Regions from separate parts of the Callithrix jacchus genome. Here region 2 is linked to region 1. A link is a contact called in public Hi-C data. All regions are on one chromosome and are shown on one strand. The core of a region is the stretch at or near the end of the contact, and the rest is flanking DNA. Distances in the headings are between cores, read along the strand shown.

The links. Hi-C and Micro-C count contacts between places; a contact is called where the count stands out from the background.
Region 2: a contact with region 1 is called in a Hi-C map of skeletal muscle, with 2.9 times the contacts expected there. The contact joins the promoter of P4HA2 here to the enhancer-like site in region 1. A contact is called at or near these places in 2 of 3 Hi-C or Micro-C datasets (induced pluripotent stem cells and skeletal muscle).

The regions. Positions count from the first base shown.
Region 1 is chr2:76,143,757-76,147,648 of calJac240_pri, reverse strand. The region is part of intron 2 of SLC22A4 (solute carrier family 22 member 4); the gene reads left to right. Among named protein-coding and RNA genes, the nearest start is that of SLC22A4, 22 kb to the left of the region's middle. Within about 2 kb of position 1,783, at least 4 of the 16 cell types and tissues checked have an H3K27ac peak or open chromatin away from gene starts, as enhancers often do. A contact at or near this core is called in skeletal muscle, where this site is marked.
Region 2 is chr2:76,232,845-76,236,419 of calJac240_pri, reverse strand. P4HA2 (prolyl 4-hydroxylase subunit alpha 2) reads right to left here and starts at 1,472. Exons shown (of 14, transcript XM_078364880.1): 1 at 1,190-1,472.

The DNA of each region.
Region 1 (3,892 bases), core at 534-3,033:
TAGGAATGGCTTCTGGGACACGGGGTTCCTCCCTCCAACCCTCTGAAAGGCCCAGAAACAGAAAATATTGGGCCATTGGGCTGTGCTTCCAAAGCCCTTGAATATATGTGTGTTGGGATGGAGCTGTAGCTGTAGCTCTTGGAGCAAATCACTCATAGAGACTTGCTCACAGGAACTTATGAGGGCAGGCACTCACAGGAGCCACCTCTATGCTGAACCCTGAAATATGGTGGAGGAGAAGAGCTGGAGCCATTAAGAACCAGCCGCACAATAGCCAAGACACATTCTCAGGAACACAGGGTTTGAGAGAGGCACAGAGGAGGACATTTTAGGGGAAGGGCAGCCTGAGGATGTCTGATCTGAGCTTTGTAGGCTTAAGACTTCTTGAGCCTGGTGGCCTGTGAAGGAACTTACGGTAGTCACTGTGGCCAGTACACAGGTGGGGAGGCTCATGCCAGACAGGGAGGGTTCAGTGCCAGCCCGTCATCATTGGGCCCATCTGGTCTCACCCTGAGTCAGAGCACACCCCAGAGCCTATCAGCTAAGCACAGTCCGGAGCCTCCCTGCACTGATAGCAGGCCCATCTCCTGTCAGGCTGCACGAGGAAGACTCATCAGCTACAAGGTCAGGAGGAGGTCCCTGGGGCCCTCAGCAGAGCCCTTTTCCTGGGAAGGAGTGAGGTGAGCTCCGGACAAGTTGATCAGGGTCATCCGCAGGAGTGAGAGCCCCCAGTATGTTTTCTGAGCACAGCAAATGGGCAAATGAGAGAAGCAGAGGCGAGGGGTATCTCTGGGACAGGAGACACAAATTCCCATCATCTCTAGAGTGACAATATATTCTAGCTTACTCAATACCACCCCAGTGTGTCTCTATTGTCACAGTGTCATTATTAATAATGCCCCTTTAATAGAAGTCTAATGATTCTTCTTGCCTCAAAAGTCTGAATCTGGTTAGGTGACTCTGATTGCTTTTTAAGAGTCTGGAGGACTAATTGGCTTTGGAGATGCTGTGCTCTCTTAGTTGAAGGTGTGTACACCCTTCATCAGGCTGCCAGGATGGAATTATTACACCTCCACTCCTCTATTTGTGAAGAGCCCCGTGCCATGGGCTCAGCCTCAGTGTCTGCAGATGGGAGGAGGGAGGAGAGAAGGAGGGAAGAAAATGCTGGAGCCACATGGTCCCAGCAGATAGCATACTCTTCAGCAGGCCCCAGTGAGAGGAAGCTGCTCCCCTTACTTCAGGGGGAAGGAGAGGGGCAAGATTTTCTTGAAGTTCATTTGTGTAGAGGCATAGGGAGCTTCAGGCCAGTGATGTTGGAAACTGGAGGTTGGAGGATCTTAGGACAGAAATTGCAATCTCCTAGTCCCCGGTGGCTCCAAGATCACAGGGCAAAGCCTACTGTCTGCATGTTTGAAGTCCCCAGAATCCATCTGTGTGATGATCCTCCCAAAATCTGAAAACCCCAACATGTAGCTCTGCTAGGTAGACACACACCAAAAACCAAACAGGCCTCCCCAAAACAGAGGACTCTGACCGCAGGCTCATATCCCAGGAAGACCTGAAGGACCACCTGGATCACAAGGGCAGAGAGTCACGGTGAAGCCAAAGAAGCTCCATCTATGGGAATGGGAACAAGGTGGGACTTGTGCTAGGTGGTGGCATCCCCAGTTATACAGAATGGGCAGCAATGAGATCTGCCTTTTCAGTGGCACGGGGTGCTTCTGGGACCTCCAAGCCTCCCCTATGCGAGTGAGTGAGGCAAGGAGAGCATACTCCAGGCTTCCTACAGGAAAGGGCTGCCCTACTGGCCCTGACACTGTCATCTACTCTCCTCCCAACTCCCCATGCAACGTGTGGTCTCACATGCAGGGTGGAGAAGGGGAAGAGGGCCAAGGAGAAAGTAAGGTCATGGAAGATCAGTCAAGTCAGCAGTCAGTAGGTGAAACCCTGGGTGCAGCAGCCTTACTGTCCGCCAGGATCTGGGCTGCTCAGGGCTTGCTATCAGTCTGGGGCCAGGCCTTCTGTAGGGTGCTCTGGGAGTCTCTCCAGTGGTAGTTTTACTCCATTGTGCTCTGCAGGAAATTACTGGCTTTTGTGTCCTGGTATGAGACTCGTTGTGTTGGGTTCTCAGGTCTGAAAGTTTAAGAGTGTCCCTGAAAATTAGCCTGCTCTGGAGTGGCTGACTCCCCAGTCAGTGCCTGGGACTGGGGGACACAATTGAAAGGCAAGGTGGTTGCTGGCTCTCCTACAGTGCAGCAGCGCTCTCTGGTGTTTCTGAGATAAAATTGCTGAATTCCAGGTTGTATTTACCTAAAATAAACCAAAAAGTGGGATCTGGGCTGAGGAGTTCTGTAGTTGCCTTCGCTTCTGCCCTCTGGCCCTAAGGAAGGGTTGGCAAAGCTCTGCAGTGATAATTTCACATTAATTTGGGAAGCCAAATTACTCCCACTGTCAAAGCAGTGCAGAAATGAGTCCTTGTTTTGTGCTGCTTTTTAAAAATGATCGAGCCTGCCAGAGTCACGGCAGACTAGGAAAAGGGAAAGAAAGAACAGTGCTACCCAATTCAGCATAAAACAGACATGCCTGGAAGTAATGGTGTTGCTAGAATGACACTGGTTTAGGAGGAAATGACCACTCGGGACCAAGGACACCAACCCTACCCACACTTCAGCTCCCCTCACAATCTCCTACTGTTGTCCAGAAATAATGCCCTCCACCTGTCAATAGCCTTCTGGGTAGAATGCCATCAGTATCCTCCCTTATCCCCTATAACTAGCTGCTTAAACACAAAAAGTTACCTGCCTCCTCTCTTGACTGATTCATTAATTCAGTATGTTTCAATACTTCTAACATCAGCCTCCCATGTGACATTTCTTTGGGCATGCTGAACCATTTAAAGCCTTGCTTCCTCTGACATCTAGAGGTTTCTCCTTTTGATAGGTGTGAATGATGGCATCTTCCTTTACAACTCTGGCTACTAGGAAGCTCAGGCAAAGTTGGAATTTAACTACATCAATGATGCAGTGTTTACCAGCCACATATTTGTTTCTTTACTGTTTTTACATTGAAAAGTTGACATATAATTTTGTCTTAGCCTGTTTGGGATGCCATAACAAAATCCTGCAGACTGGATGGTTTAAATGACCAAAATTTATTTTCCACAGTTCTGGAGGATGGAAGTCCAAGATCAAAGTGCCAGCAGGGTTGGTGTCTAGTGAGGGTTCTCCCTTGGGTTGGAGATGGTTGCCTTCTCCCTAAGTTTTCACATGGTCTTTCCTCTGTACAAGTGCTCAGAGAGAGGAAAAGCAAGAAAGAGAAAGCAAGCCATAGAGAGCTCACTCTCTGATATCTCTTCTTATAAGGACACTAATCCTATATCCTATCAGGTCAAGGGCTACAATGTATGAATACTGGAGGGACACAAACATTCAGTCCCTGACAGATTTGCATACCATGATATTCACACTTTTAAAGTGTACAGTTCAGTAGTTTTTAGTAAATTCACAAAGTTGTACACCCATCAACACTATCTAATGCTTCATCACCCCAAAAAGAGACCCTATACCCATTAGTAGTCATTTGCCTCTTCCCTTCGCACCTGGCAATCACTAGTTTACTTTCTGTCTTTAATGGATTTCCCTATTCCGCACATTTGATATGAACAGAATCATATAATATGTGGCCTTTGTGACTGACTTCACTCGTTTTGAAGATTGATACATGTTATAGCATGCATTAATATTCCACTGGATGAAGACAACACATTTTGGCCATCCATTCATCCGTCATTGACCATCTGGGAGTTTCTACTTTGGGGCTGCTACAAATAATGCTATGAACATTGGAGAATAAGTTTTTTGTGGAAATATATTTTTAATTATCTTGGGTATAT
Region 2 (3,575 bases), core at 223-2,722, 89 kb before region 1:
GAGACTAAATTATGGAACCTGTTATGTCAGATGAGATATAGGCTGAGAACAAGCAGCAAATCCCGAAAACATCCTATAAATTCTTAGGTGAACAATGGATCTCTGCAAAGTCTGGGACATTTAATAATGCCCCAAGCTACACAGTAATGTCCTCCAACCCTTGCTCTTAGGACCAGGATCTCCTACAAGAGGGCTGGGGCTGTGAGGCCCCAGATGGTCTATATCAAGAAGCACAAATCTCAGGTGTCACTCTACAGTAAAAGACAACAATCTCAGTCTTGGGAGGGATTCCATTGCTCTCCTACACCATCTTAAAGGGTCAAATAGAATACAAAGGCCAGGGACCCACCTGGGCTGCCCAGCAATACCTGAAGCAGGAAATGCCCTGATCCAGACTCATGATGCAAGGGTCAACTGGGCATTTTACATATGCAGGGCACAGTACCAGGCACCACTGTCTTCTCACTCCAGGGTCTTGTGGATAGCATCCATGGACAGCTAGCCCCTACAGTGTCCCTTCCCCATCACCTTGCTTCCACTACAATGCCATAAAGCATGACATCGGCCAAGGTCTCTGCTCCCACTCACATAGGCTGTTCCTCTGTCCACGCTGCCCTTTTGCCAGCCTTCTTCTGAGCTCATGGGTCACCTCCTCCAGGAAGTCCCCTGGCCGGAGGCATCCAGTCCTCTACCAAATACCCAGAGCCCTTATTCCCTTCAAGCACAGCGCTCACCACACTGCTCTGGGCCCGGACCTTCCCACTAGCTTTTCCAGTCCGCCTGTCCCACGGTTAGCAACTGCTTGCGGTTTCCGGCACACAGAAGGGTCCCGTTTGTTGAACTAGTTAACGAATTTTCACGGGTCTCTGCGGCTGCCAAGGAAAAACAACGCAGGTTCCACAGGGATGTCTGGATGAGAAAAGTCCTTCTGATCCAATGCCCATCTAATGGGCTCCAAGCTGGACCCTGCCCAGACAAGACCTCGGACTCCCAGCCCCTGCGAGGGAGCAGAGCGGGCCTTGCCAACAAGAACCGGCCCCTCAGGGCCAGGCTAACGCAGCGCCCCCGCTCCCAACAGCGGGCAGCCGGGGGTCAGGACGCCGCTTCCCGGGAGCCCGACAAGGAAGGACCACCAAGTTCCCAGCCCCGCCCGACAGCCGAGCGGACGGCACGAAGGGCGGCGGCTGACCTCACCACACTGAGTTCGGGAAGGCGTGAGGGCAGCGGGACAGGAACCCAGACGGCTGAGGGCGCGGGGCTGCGGCCCGGACTGCGCTGCGGGTTGCTAGCGGCGCGACCCCAGGCCCCGGCCCCTAACTTTCAGCCCCGCGCGGGCAGAACGCACGGTCCAGCGACCCCTGCCCACGCCCCAGCCCCGGGGCAGATCTGGCGGCTGAGCCGGCGGCGCGCTCACCTGAACACTCGCAGCTCCCGGCGTTTCCAGAACCTCCCGCGGCGTCGCCCAGTCCACTAGGCACCTCCTCCCTCGGCCGCTCCGCCTCCCGCCGCGGCCGGGGCTCCGCCCACTTGAGCCGCAGCCTGGTCCTAACCTCACGCTCCTCACGCCCGCCTGCGTCCTGGCTCCGAGCTCCGAGGGCCCTGGCGGGGGTCGCTGTCCTCTGCGACCCTTGGGTACGCCCAGGCTACCCGACCGCGTAGGAGTGGGAGCCGAAGCGGGAGCGGGAACCAGCGTGGGAGCCGGAGCCGGAGCCGGAGCCGGAGCTGGAGCTGGCCGCCTGCACCCTTCATGCCGCCTGCCGCCCACCGCACGTAGTCCGCGCCCGCCTGGCTTTGGTGCGCCCCCACCTGCGGGCCTTGGCCCGCCCTCCTTCCCAGCCCCCGGGCGCCTGGTGAGGTCGCCACGACCCGATCCCCGCGCCGGGGCTGTGAGGAGAGCGTCCCCTGGAGGCTGAGGGATTTCCCTGCCTCCGCTCAGGCCCATTGCTTGGGGTGCCCTGCCGGGAACACGGGCCCCTTCCCGGCACCACCACAGAGGCTGTAACAGGAGACTGGGGTCACCGGGCTAGGAACTGGGTATTAGAGGGAGGAGGCGGACCAGTGGAGAAGACGCTGAGGAAGACTAGGGACCTGGGGCCCACACCCTGGAGACCAAGACTGGGTGGCCCATCCTCAGGGTCGAGCTCCCAGAAGGGTTCAGAGTCCCGGGATCCGGTTCAGGCAGTCCTGGTATAATGTACAGGGATGATGGATTGATAAGGAGGCCCATCAAAGGCTGGCAGGGGTGGGGGGGGGGGCGGTAACAATCCGGGGGTGCACTGGGTTGCCCAAACTTTTCTTTATGCCATGGGTCAAAAAGAATGGACACCTGGTTCAGCCAGTCCAGTCTGAAAGAGAATAAGAAGAGATGCAGCAAACCTCAGCCTGAGTGGGAGGAGGCCCTGGCGGCCAGGCAGGTTCCCACGCCTGCTCTGTGAACCTTCCTCTCATGAATGAGGGGAAACAAGGTCTGAGAATCTCATCAGAGATTCTCAGGGAACAAGCCCAGAGCGTGAGATGCCCAGCCTCCGCCCGGGCCCAGTTTGGATATTCCCTATGGCACATGGGCCAGGCAGGCGGCCCAGACCTGGGGAAAGGAGCACACACTCGGAAATACATATAAAACACGAATAAGCCTCCGTTTCGGCCTGTGTCAGCCACTGGCCTGAGCCGGGCTAAAACCACACAGAAACCCTCCTGCATCTGCTACATCCACACAAGCTTCCTTCTATCTCACCCTTCTCAGGAGCTTGCCTCGTGGGTCATCCCTTTTCTCTCCTGAAGGCTCAACCACCTGCTCTCAACTGGCTCTTTCCCATTGGCCTATAAATATGTTAAAGCCTCTACTATGGGAACAAAACCCTCATTCGACCCCACTGAGTGTCTCTGTCCTCAACCATGGCAAAATTCCTTGAAAGAGCCGTCTCCTCATCCTCACATCTTTCCCACTCTTCAGGCCCTACAGTCAGCCTTCTAGTCCCCTAACAGCAACAAACCAGGTCTCAATATTAACTATATCCTCTAATCTCTAAATTCAACGACTGTTCTTCAGACCTCATCTGCCAGATCCCCAAGCAGTGTTTGACACCCAGCGATGACCACTGCCCCCCGGATCACTCATTTCCCTTGGTTTCCCCTTATTCTCTCTGGCCACCTCTGCTCAAGCTTTAGCATCCTGCTCTCCCCATTAGTAAAGGTTGGGGGTTCCTCAAGGCTCAGGTTTAGGCTTTCCATTTCCCTTTTCTCTTTATTGTTTTCCTATACACACAGGTGACACAAATTTCTCTCTTTACCCTTATCCTTACTGCTGAATTTCAGATTCATACAACTCATTGTTCAGTCTACATCCCCACTTGAGTGTCCACAGGCACCTCAAGGACAACATGTCCAAACCACAGTTCTTGTTCTTCCCCACATCTCCCCACTCCACACATGCTGTCTTCCCTGCTATACTGAAGGAGAAAATTCCCATGAGTTACCTAACCAGAAGCCTGGGAGTCATACTTGGCAGCTCCCTCTCCCTCAGCCCCAGACCCTACTCATCTATGTCCCAAGGCTGTTCAATTTGACCCCTAAAT